Regions from separate parts of the Mus musculus genome. Here all the other regions are linked to region 3. A link is a contact called in public HiChIP or PLAC-seq data. All regions are on one chromosome and are shown on one strand. Each heading gives the region's core, a stretch centred on a gene start, on an enhancer-like site or on the middle of the called end of the contact. The rest is flanking DNA. Distances are from core to core; before and after follow the strand shown.

Evidence for each region. HiChIP or PLAC-seq counts read pairs in DNA pulled down with a chosen protein or histone mark.
Region 1: a contact with region 3 is called in an H3K27ac HiChIP or PLAC-seq map of large pre-B cells, with 2.2 times the contacts expected there. The contact joins two enhancer-like sites. A contact is called at or near these places in 1 of 39 promoter capture datasets (liver), 2 of 115 datasets of contacts at active chromatin or transcription factors (bone marrow-derived macrophages and large pre-B cells) and 1 of 9 other capture datasets (liver).
Region 2: an H3K4me3 HiChIP or PLAC-seq map of bone marrow-derived macrophages shows a contact between it and region 3, with 4 times the contacts expected there. The contact joins two enhancer-like sites. A contact is called at or near these places in 6 of 39 promoter capture datasets (the C10 cell line, cranial neural crest, embryonic stem cells and 3 more), 2 of 115 datasets of contacts at active chromatin or transcription factors (bone marrow-derived macrophages and large pre-B cells) and 3 of 9 other capture datasets (adipose tissue, embryonic stem cells and pancreatic islet).

What each region holds. Positions count from the first base shown.
Region 1 is chr9:45,219,211-45,223,099 of GRCm38.p6, forward strand. All of the region lies in intron 1 of BC049352 (cDNA sequence BC049352), which reads left to right. Among named protein-coding and RNA genes, the nearest start is that of Tmprss4, 17 kb to the left of the region's middle. Within about 2 kb of position 2,516, at least 35 of the 459 cell types and tissues checked have an H3K27ac peak or open chromatin away from gene starts, as enhancers often do. A contact at or near this core is called in bone marrow-derived macrophages, where this site is marked.
Region 2 is chr9:45,178,152-45,181,836 of GRCm38.p6, forward strand. It overlaps Tmprss4 (transmembrane protease, serine 4), which reads right to left. Exons shown (of 13, transcript NM_145403.3): 6 at 2,499-2,600; 7 at 1,252-1,292. Among named protein-coding and RNA genes, the nearest start is that of Gm39327, 11 kb to the left of the region's middle. Within about 2 kb of position 1,305, at least 21 of the 459 cell types and tissues checked have an H3K27ac peak or open chromatin away from gene starts, as enhancers often do. A contact at or near this core is called in bone marrow-derived macrophages, where this site is marked.
Region 3 is chr9:44,984,460-44,988,184 of GRCm38.p6, forward strand. Cd3d (CD3 antigen, delta polypeptide) reads left to right here. Exons shown (of 5, transcript NM_013487.3): 2 at 511-729; 3 at 1,145-1,276; 4 at 1,598-1,641; 5 at 1,814-2,593. The coding sequence ends at 1,885. Among named protein-coding and RNA genes, the nearest start is that of Cd3d, 4.5 kb to the left of the region's middle. Within about 2 kb of position 2,177, at least 157 of the 459 cell types and tissues checked have an H3K27ac peak or open chromatin away from gene starts, as enhancers often do. A contact at or near this core is called in bone marrow-derived macrophages, where this site is marked.

The DNA.
Region 1 (3,889 bases), core at 1,266-3,765, 240 kb after region 3:
CCACACTGGGAATCATACTAAGAAGGGTCCCAGAGGCCCACTGCATCTGGTGCCTGTATTCTGTAGGTCTTTAAAGATGGTGGCCCATTAGTTGTGTAGTGTGTTGCTATGGAGACATCCTTTCATGCAATTTCTTACCGAACCCTTTAGACATTCTGAGCTGAGTTTGAAAGTCTGTCACAGTCCCAGAACAGAGAAATTATCTCTCAGCAAGCAGCAGGGATGGAGTCACCTACTGTGTGCTATTCCCCTTCCTGTCAGCACAGTCAGACATCATTACACCCTCCCCAGGTGACACCCACTTTACAAGCATCAGGTCACACAGGATAGCATTCTTTCCAAATGTGACCCTCTCACCTTACTTCACATTGGCCTGGTGCAGGAGAATTGTATTTATTGGGCATAAGAAGTCCCACACCTGTCTTGGGCTAGGCAGTCTTTGTAGGATGGTAGGATTTTGAAAGTCATTTTAGTTACCCATGCTGGCTTTTACAGATCCTCACACTGGACCAAAGAAGAGTTTACTAGTGCCGGTTGATTCAGTGAGACTGCATGACATACATCAGCCCTGGGCAAACCCAGATAATACTTGGCCTGGGGTGGGTCTCATCCTGCTCTGTCCCGGACCTGCTATCTTTCCCAGCCTGACTGTAACTTGCCTTTCTTGCCCCTTTGTGGCTCACTCTGGCTTCCCTCTTAAGCAGTGGGCTCTAACTGAGGGCCAAGAAAGCAAAGGGGTTCAGAGAGTGCTGGTTTCCATTTGGCAAGGAGACGGCACCAACCATTTTCTGAAGTGTGTGTGTGTGTGTGTGTGTGTGTGTGTGTGTGTGTGTGTGTGTGTGTTTATGTGTAGGTCAGAAGACAACTTGTAGAAGTTGGTTTTCTCCTTCTGCCATGTTGGTTCTGGGGATCAAACTCAGGTCTTTGGGCTTGGTTGCAAGCACACTCACCTGCTGAACCTTCCCCTCATTTCTTCCTGGTCCCTACAGGCTACCCTAACAGGAGGACATATTTAGTGTCTATCCCTGGAGTTCCAGGTGGGCCCATGTACTCTGCCATGCATGCATACCCTTTATTTGCTCTGCCCTTACTCCAGGAGAGAGGCACTCACCCCATGTTTCCTCACACTCTGAGTGAACAAATGTTCATAAAGTGTGTTTCTGACTAGGTGTGCCAAGTCCAGCCCCTGGCACAGTCCTCTTCCCTCGCTGGGCCCCTCCTATCCAGAACTCCAGAATTTCTTGTGTATCTATGCTTTGGCCACCTGACTATCCAGATCTGCCTACGCCCACTCCACCCAGGACCCATCCCAACCCAGGACTCTCCCATACACCTGGCCCTGGGGTGAATACCAGAGTTGATATTGCTTTAGAGGAGAAACCTCAATACAAGGTGGGGCAGAACTGGCACAAGGGGTATGGGATCACCTTGGGGCTACAGGAAGTCTCCAGGGCTGAGTAGGAGCCAAAAATGTGCTATGGACAGTAACTTCCTGCTTCAACAGAATAGTCCCACAACAGAGTAGCTGCCCCACATACTTGAGAGGCCTCTCAAGACAAACTCCCTACCACTGAGCTACAGTCTTTTGTTTGTCTGTTTGTTTTTGTTTGTTGTTGTTTTGTTTTCTATTTCTCGACAGGGTCTTATTGAGATACCCAAGGCAGATCCTTCACTTGTAATTCTCCTGCCTCAGCCCCCCAAGCCTGGAAATTCTTTTAAATGACTGTAGGACACGTTCTACTTATGTAGAACAGTTAGCTGCCCTACTTCCTTGGCGCCAACAGAGTTTACTCTCATGCCTGTGGTTAGCCTGATTCTGGAGCCAGTTATCAAATTATGAATGTAGGTGAATTGATGCTGAGTATAGCTATTGATTTTTTTAAAAATTTGCATTTAATTTCACAAAATGGCCTCATGGCTTCGCAAAACTCAATGCTCAGTGGTCTGTCGTCCATTTCTTCTCCTTTCTGGTCTCGTCGTTTGTTACAACTATATTTTCTCCTCTGAAGGAACTGGGTCTCCTGACTCCTCTGGTCTCTTAACTTCAGCCCCTTCCTGGTTTGGTTTCTAGGCCCCTGGAGAAACTCCACCATTTTCTTGCAAAGTGTCTTATCACAGTTGAACCACAACACTCTGACTCTGGAACAATTACCTCCCACCACAGCGGGCCCCGCGTGTGGAAGCTGAACTGTTACCCAGTTACATGGATGTGAGCATAGCAATAGTGTCATGTGATCCCAGGGAGTCCTCTCAGTGGTACCCCCAAATCAGGGTTCTTGCAGCGTTCTCAGACTCCCTTTAACTTAAGTGGTGTGTCACACTTCTCTGGAAGAGACTCTCCCTTTGTTTGTCTTCTCTACCAGAGATCTGTAGTGACTCTTGGGCCTCCTTTTCTTGTCTGTCTGGCAAAACAACAGTGTATGACAATTGAATAAACACACAACAAGCTAGGACTGGCCTGAAGAGGCAATTACATAAGCGGTTCTACCATTTAGCCTTCCAAGAGCCCTTCCCTTGTTGGAAAAGGAACCATTTCTGCCACTAGGGGGCGCACGGCTCACAGGAATGTGTTCTTCCGTGCTGTGGTGTGAAAGTTTGTAAGATTTTTACAGTGAGATATTTGCAGTGAGAACGTGGCTCATGTTCCTTCAAGAGCCAAGGGAGACAGAAGGAAATGGCTGTGTATATGTTATGGGGCAGAGGGCAACCATAGAAAGTAGAGAGAAAGCATTGCCTTCAAGAAGGAACGTGAATTGCCCAGATCAGGTCAAGCACAGTATCTTCTTCCAACCAGAGACAGTATGGCTACAGTATGACAGCCACTGTGATGTGATCTCAGGACTGCCCTCTGTACTTTTCAGTCACTGTCTCCAGAATTAGCCCTGCTTGGGCATTTACTGCATCCAAGAAACATTTGCCCTGAACCCGAGTGGGTTCTGCCTTGAGCTGGAGAGACAGGCTCTGGGCACACAGACATGGGTAAATCCATCTCCAGAGAAGGCAGGTGGGTCCCAAACCCGCAGTTCCAGGTACAGCATCTGTGTGTGACAGGGGGCTGCTGAATATGGCACTGTTGACTCTGGAACTTGAGTGATGGCTTCCTGCTGAATGCAGGATGTGCTGGGGGCCCTGAAAGGCCAGTGGGAAACTAGAGGGGAGGTTACAAGAGCACAGGTAGGACCATACCCTAGGCCATGGCCTTGAAGTAGGAGCCTAGTTGGCCCGTCCTCTTGGGTATGACAGGACAGTGCCAGGCAGTGTTTGTGGGATGAGGCTGCAGGGTAGAGGGTTATAGGGTGAGAGAGTATATTACCTTTCTAGTTGTGACAGCAGACACAGTTGAGGAAAGACCAAGGCCTTTCCTTTTAAGGAAGGAAACCTTTATTCTGGTTCATGGTTTGAGAAGCCATAGTTGGTGGAGGAGTCATGGTAGCGAGAACGGTGAGAAGCCTGGTCACATTACATCTGCAGTCAAGATCCACGGGGGGGAGATGTTGGTGTTTAGAGTGCGTGTGTGTGTGTGTGTGTGTGTATTTGTGTGTGTGTGTGTGTGTGTGTGCGCACGCGCGCGTGTGTGCTCGCATCTCCCTCTATTGCTTCTTCCTTATTTTCCCTGGATGCTGAGGATCTGAATTCATGTCCCCAAGTTTGCACAGGAAACATCTCTCCCACTGAGCCGTCTCCCAGCCCTCTTTTCTCTCTGTATTCAATCTAGGAACCCATCCCGTGGAATGCGTTGGCCACATTCAGGGTCTTCCTATAGCAATCAACCCGATGTACATTTGTGTGTCTAACAGATGATTCTGGATCACGTGAGATCGGCAAATGTTGCTAACCGTCACAGGGAGAGATGGTTGTTTTTGCCTAGAGGTGTAGAGGGGACATCGAT
Region 2 (3,685 bases), core at 55-2,554, 190 kb after region 3:
AAAGCCCTGCCCAAATGGACAGTCCCTAGAAACTCCCCACTGAGTAAACAGATACTCACAAGCTACTTTGGTATCAGGGAATACGCACGTTCTAGGAACTGGGTTTCTTCCTTCTGTTAAGGGAGCTGCCCATTGGTTACCCTGTCTTCTGGTCTACCTTTTACATCTGACCTTTGAACTTGAGTTAAAACTTTCAGTGTCAGGGATGGAGAGATGGCTCAGTGGCTAAGGGTGCCTCCTTCTCTCTCAGAGACTCGAGTTTGGTTCCCAGTACCCACAACAGGCAGCTCACGACTGCTTCTAACCACCCAGAGCATCTGATGCTTTCTGCTGGTATCCACAGGTGCTGCAGGCACATGCACATACCTGCCCCATAATTAAAGACAAAACAAACCCCAAACTAAAGCCTCCAGTGCCACATCCCTGCCATGTTCTGTGCCTCTCTGGTCTTTCCAAAGAGGCCCCTTTCCCATCATCTCTTCCCTGCCTGGTTCCGTACCTGCCAAATGCTATCTGACCCAACCCTGCTTTCAACTTGCTCTGTGCTCACTCACTCAAAGTTTCTTGGTTGGCAAGATGGGGGGGTCTACAGTCTTATGGACTGCTTTACATGGCCTTATCAAAGCTTCCATCCAGCCAGTGACCTGCTCGGAAGTCTCCGGAACAGTTAGGTTATGGTTTGAGTGTGCCTCCACAAAGGTGGCAGCTTAGCCCTGAGTATGGTGATGATAAAGTGGTGGGCTCTTTAAGATGTGAGGCCTAATGGCCCTTAGGTCATCAGAGCAGCTGCCCTCTGAGGGGGATAAAGTAGTTTTCTATGATCCCTGAGTGTCTTTGAGAACTTAGGACAAGACTGAGCCCACCCTGCTGTCTGGTTTCTTGTTTCACCTACATCCGATCCACCACCCAACAGTAGGCCAGCACTTGAGGCCAAACCAAGGTGGCTTTCTGGTCTTAGGCCTCCAGATTCTAAAACTGTAAGCTAAGCAAAACTTCTTTATGACATTATCCTGCCTCAGATATTTCAGTACAGCAATGAAAATCTAACACACTCAGGGCATGAACTGAGAGCAGATGGCATAAGGGGGTTCTTGGCATTAACCACGTGAAGGAACCACTGATCTGTAAGTCTAAGGTTGGCCCCAAAGAGTGGGACTTAGAGACCAGGAGACAGAGCAGTAAGGATGAAGGTCTTTCTTCCTGACCATTGCTGGCCTAGGCCCCAGACTCTCAGAGATAGGGTGAACTCACCAAGGCAGCGCAAGGAAACCAGGGAGCCTGAGAGGCAGGATCTGAAAGAGAAAGACGGGGCCCTGTGGCTTCTGCTTTCGCCTTGGCTGGGAGGTTAGAACTCAGCCTTTGTGAACTGCTGATTCAACCCCATCCCCCAACACTGCAGAACCCCAGAAACTTTACCATGGGTGTGTGTAGATCTGCATTATACTCAGTGTGGTTTGATTTAGTGCAACACTGCTGTTGCTGTGCGTGTACCTACAATATACGGAGTCCTGCCCAATGCAAAGCCAGTCTGGGCTCCTGGAACCCTGGGCAGCAGGTGGTGGTGGTGGGGAGCAGAACCTGCTGCACTGTGGCCTCCCAAACAGACCAGGATTTTGATGGAATCCTGCAGATTCTACCTCTAACCTGGTCCTTTTCAAGAGTTACTGTGTTGGCTCCAGCTGCATATGTAGCAGAGGACAGCCTTGTCATGCATCAGTGGGAGGAGAGGTCCTTGGTCCTATGAAGGCTCCCAGTGTAGGGGAATCGAGGGAGGGGAGGTGGGAGTGGGTGGGTGGGTGGAGGAACACCCTTATAGAAGCAGGGGGAGGGAGAATGTGATAGGGTGTTTCTGGTAGGGAGGGAAACCGGGAAAGGACATAATATTTGTATTGTAAATAAAGAAAATATCCAATAAAAAATTTAAACAATTTTTGATACAAAAATAAAAATAAAATAAAATAAAATAAAGAGTTATTGAGTTACTGTGTTAAGGCTCTGTCCAGCGTCCTGAATGCTAAGACGCCAGCCTTCTCCTGGAGCCTTGGCTGCTTTGTAGCAAATGTTGTTTTGAATCAGCTGTGCTCTAATGTGGGGTGGTGAGGTGAGGGCTGGAGAGCCTTCTGTGGAGCGTTAGAAGGTGGTGCTTTGGCCTGGGGAAGTGATGGAAAAGTACAAAGCTACTTTTAGGCTCTTGCCTACCAGGTAACTCACTAGGGAACATGAAGGAGCTGTGGAAGGCATGAATCTTGACAGTTCAGGGAGAGAGAAGGTCACTGTTCATTGCTCTGCCTTTGAGCAGGACAATGCATGCTGTATTAAAGAAAAAGGCAGACAGAAAATACCCCTGAGCCTGAACGTGGAATCCCAAAACCCTGGACATTTAATGAGCTGCTTGGCTAGTTCTTCCCGTTGTCTGGCTCGTGTTCCCCTGCTGCAACCTTGAGCCACTTCCCAGTGTTAGTTAGCCTCTGCAGGTCAGAATGTCCCCTCTTGCTTACCTGCTTCCATTCTGCACCTGAAGTTCCTGGCTGTTTCCTGTGACTTGAGCAACAGGGAGGTTCTGATCTGGACGGATCTCCACTGCTCTGAAAGCGGGCTGGCTGTGGTAGGAAGAGTGAACTGTGAGCTGGGGCAGAGGATGAATTACATGGCAGAAAGAGCCCCTGCTCCCAGAGGAGGGGGCACAGGTTAGTGGGGCACGGCTGGCTGGCTTTGCTGGATAGCAGGAATAGTCCCCACATCAAGGCAGGCTGCCGTGGCCTCGCTTTCCTGGGCAGGGACTCCTGGCCCAGAAGTGGAGCTCTGCAGAGGACTAGGGGCCTGCTTTCCTCACACCCAGCTCTGTCCCTGTCTCAGATGTCCCAGTATCTCGTTAGGGTCACATCAGCAGGAGCAAAGAAGCAAGGGGACCCAGATGAACTCCTGTCTCAGCACAGAGGGAACTGGAGTGTGGACATTTGGTTTTCCATATAAGGGGCCTGGAGACAGGAGAAGCCTGGATCAATTCTTATAAGAGTCTGGATGGAACTTCCTGAAACTTGGACCGCCCTCTCCCTTCCTTTCTGCTAATCCATGTTTGTCTTCTTTCAAACTCCATATTCAAGTCTTCCTCCTCCAGGAAGCCTTCCTTAACTATTCTGTTCTCTGGCTCTTTCTTCACTAAATTTTCGTCTTTTGGATTTCCCCCTTCTTCTCCAGTCTGTCCTCTCAGGTCAAGCTTTGCATAGATATCTGGGGTCAATTCATGTCCCTGGCTGGCTAGTCCACACTCAGATAGGACTGCAAACACTTTCTTGATGAACTAGGTGCTGGAGCTGGGATGACCAGAGTCTGTCTACAGAGCTCCCAAGACTTAAGTTCCAATATGCCGGATTTGACACCAGTTTGGTGTGTGACCATGGGCAAGTCATGTTTGTCCTATGTGTCTCCCCAAGTCCCAATTTTCTCCATAAAATGATGCATGAGCCAGGTGGTCCCTGACTCCTACACTGGACCACCTATGGCTTTGCATTCCTAGGTCAGAAAAGTTTCCTTCCAATCCAGGTAGGAAAGAAAGCAGAGAGATTTGAGCAGAGAGTTCTGACCCAGAAGGAGAGAGGAGGCTGTCAGTAAACACGCCCAGCAAAGCTAACCTGGGCAGTGATGTAATGAACTTTGATATCCTAGAGCTGAAGAAAGAGGCCAA
Region 3 (3,725 bases), core at 927-3,426:
CAGGTCAGCCTATGGTTCAGGGAAGTCAGGGCAGAAATTCAATCAGCAGCACAAAGCAGCAACCGCAGAAGAACGCTCTTTCTGGCTCCCTTCCTGTCTCATTCTTACACTGTTAACTTTCTTGTCCAGCCCAGATCCCCTGCCAGGGATTGATGCCATCCACAGTGGTCTGGGATCCTCCTGCATCAACTAAGGCAATTAAAACAATCCCTTATAGACATGTCTGCAAGGCCTATCTAATGTAGGTGATCCCTCAATTAGACTCTCTACTTAGGTGACTCTAGGCTGACAAAGCTACTGTGGACAGTCTGTTTTCTGCTTGGACTATATCCCCACATCTCTCACGAACCTCGAGTCCCTGGAGAACTTCCTGAAATCTCCCTCTGGTTGCTCCTGCCCCTTTCACTCGGCATCATGTCCCTTACTACACAAATGGTCTGTAAGTATGCAGAGCAATAAGCTGCCTACGCTCCAGAGAGCTGCCTCTGACTACAGTGTCTTCCACCTCAGGGAGCCCCTTCAAGATACAAGTGACCGAATATGAGGACAAAGTATTTGTGACCTGCAATACCAGCGTCATGCATCTAGATGGAACGGTGGAAGGATGGTTTGCAAAGAATAAAACACTCAACTTGGGCAAAGGCGTTCTGGACCCACGAGGGATATATCTGTGTAATGGGACAGAGCAGCTGGCAAAGGTGGTGTCTTCTGTGCAAGTCCATTACCGAAGTATGTGCTCCTGGACTCACTGGGGTGAAATCCCTGGCCCTGTGCATGTGGAAACATTGGGCTAAAAGCAGACTGGGCTGAACCAGTTTACAAAGGGCACTCGTGGTGGTGTGAACCAGATGTGTGAGGAGTGCTTCAGAACTGGGGGAGAGTTTAAGTGAGGCAGAACAGCAGGGCCTGGCTTGTGACTGATGGTCTGGGGAGGGGCTTAGTCTACTCTTCAGTTAAAACCCCACAAAGCTGAAGTGTGTCATGTCTCTCTTCAGCAGTTCCTTGGGATAAGGGCGGAGATGGAAGTAGCAAGATCTTTACAGTCTCACTAAAGTGTGTCTTGGAACGGGAGGAGCCTAGGGTCTTTCTAGGACCAGAGACGGTTCCGTGACCTTGAACACTCTCTTCTTCCTCTCCCCACCAGTGTGCCAGAACTGTGTGGAGCTAGACTCGGGCACCATGGCTGGTGTCATCTTCATTGACCTCATCGCAACTCTGCTCCTGGCTTTGGGCGTCTACTGCTTTGCAGGACATGAGACCGGAAGGCCTTCTGGGGGTTAGTTAGCAGAAAGACTCTCTCTTTTTCTCCCTCTCCCTCCCCCCTTTGTGTGTGTGTGTTGTGTGTGTGTGAACTCATAAACTGGCTGAAAGATGTGGGATGGTGGTAGGGCTGGCATCATCTGGAAGTTTCTCTGATAATGTCTTAGGGACTCACTATAGGGTGCTGAAAGAACAGGTATGCCTGTGATGCGCATGCAGACTTCCGAGGGTGAGAGAGGATGTGACTGACTTCTGAACCTACCCACCCCTGCAGTGTTCCTAGGTCTCAATGTCTCACCTTCCCTAGCTCCCAATGACTTTCTGTCCTTGCTTCTAGCTGCTGAGGTTCAAGCACTGCTGAAGAATGAGCAGCTGTATCAGGTAAGCCCTGAGGGAGGCGGCAAAAACAGGAGAGGGAGTGAGGACTAAGAGACCTGCCAGTAAGGGTTGTGAGATGTCCGGGGGGGGGGGGTAGTCCTTAGGGGTGGGGGCGATGGAGGGAGGAGGATGTCTGGAGAACAGTTCAGATGTGACTCGGTATCTTGCCTCTCAGCCTCTTCGAGATCGTGAAGATACCCAGTACAGCCGTCTTGGAGGGAACTGGCCCCGGAACAAGAAATCTTAAGATGGAGGTTTCTCAAAGTGCCATAGCAACGGCGCCTTCCCCTGTGATCAACCAATAAAGACGTTTCCTTCCGTCGGCAGGCGCCTGTGTTTTCCAAAGCATGGATTGAGAGTTGTCTTAGCTTGGCTGAGTTCTGCCCACCCGTGGCCCCTCACTTCTGGCTTCCTCTCCTCAGACCCAGACAGGCAGTACGAGGGACAGCTTCCCATCCTGGCCCCTTGGCATTTCTAACCCTGTGGGTTTCCTGTGGGCAGGGTCAGCCCAGCCACTCTGCTTCATTGCCTGTTGGTTCCAGTCCCTATCATAACAACTTCCGGGATTTTGCTGCCTTACCACAGCCCAAAGCAGGCTGTGGTGTTTAGAAGCTGAGCCACAAAGAAGTTTCCATGACATCATGAATGGGGGTGGCAGAGAAGAATATTGGGGCTCAGAGGGTGTGTGTGTGTGTGTGTGTGTGTGTGTGAGTGAGAGAGAGAGAGAGAGAGAGAGAGAGAGAGAGAGAGAGAGACAGACAGAGAGACAGAGAGACAGAAAGACAGAAAGACAGAAAGACAGAGACAGAGCTGTCAAGAATTTTCTTCTCACTTCGTGGGTTCTGGGGATTGTACTAAGGTCATGAGGCTTGTGTGGCAAGCACCCTTACCCACTGAGCCATCTTGCCTGCCCTCATCCTCAAATTAATTAAAAATAAAGAACATGATGAATTCCAGGTGTTTCTGGCAGTGTTGCCTGACTCACACGGTGGAAATTCATTCAGCTTTGGTCTCGAACAGTGCTTGCTCTAAGGCGCTTGTCCACGGCCAGACCACCCAGCAGCAGCTGAGAACTGCCAGGCTTGAGACTTGTGTGCTGTGCTATGAACTGCACTGTTCTTATTGTACAGTTTCCTGTTGGTGTGGAAACATAGTGGTTTCCTATGGAAACAAAGACTTCTAATATTTTCCCATCCTCCCTCAGCATGTAAGTATTAAATTAGTACACCCCGGTGCTGTGTTAGAATGCTTGATTTTCAAATTGCTTTGAGTTGTTGGTTGAGTTTCAAAGAGAAACATTAAATGGATTTTTGCTTGAGATCAGGACAGAAGTTCCAACAAATGGGTCATTTTGAAATGACCCTAAACATTGCTATTTTGTAGTACATATTTATGTAGATTAGTGTTCTCAGCATTGACAATTTAAAATTTAAAAAAAATTGGAGATTGAGTTTCGTGTAGCCCAGGTAGCCTCAGACATATTATGTAGCTAAGAATGACTGAGAGCTGTTACTTTCACAGTGTTAGGATTACAAGCACGTACCACCATTCCTGGCTTGTGCAATGGTGTGGATCAAACCTCATGTATACTAGGCAAGCACTCTACCAACCGAGTACATTTTCAGCCCTAAAAGCCAAAAATATCGATCAACTCTTATAAACACTGATGGTGCTATATGCCCTTTGAATAAAATATTTAGTCAAGATTTAGTTCTTTATTCAGAAATAAATAAGCATATTCATCTTCCATGCTAAAAATAAAGATTTATCTTTATTTTAAATTATGTATGTGTGTGTGTTTGTGCATGTGAATGCAATGCCGTCAGAGGCCAGGAGAAGACGTCAGATTGCCCCAGAGCTGGAGTTATAGGTGATTGTGAGTTTCTTGAAGAGGATGCTGGGAACCAAACTCAGTTCCTGTGTAGGAGCAGTAAGTGCTCTTAATCACTGACCCAGGTCTCCAGCCCCTCATCTTTTACTTGTAATAAATGCTAACACACACACACACACACACACACACACACACACACACACACCCCAAATAGTTGTTTTAATTTTTGTAATTAAAAAAAATATTTGCAGGTGCC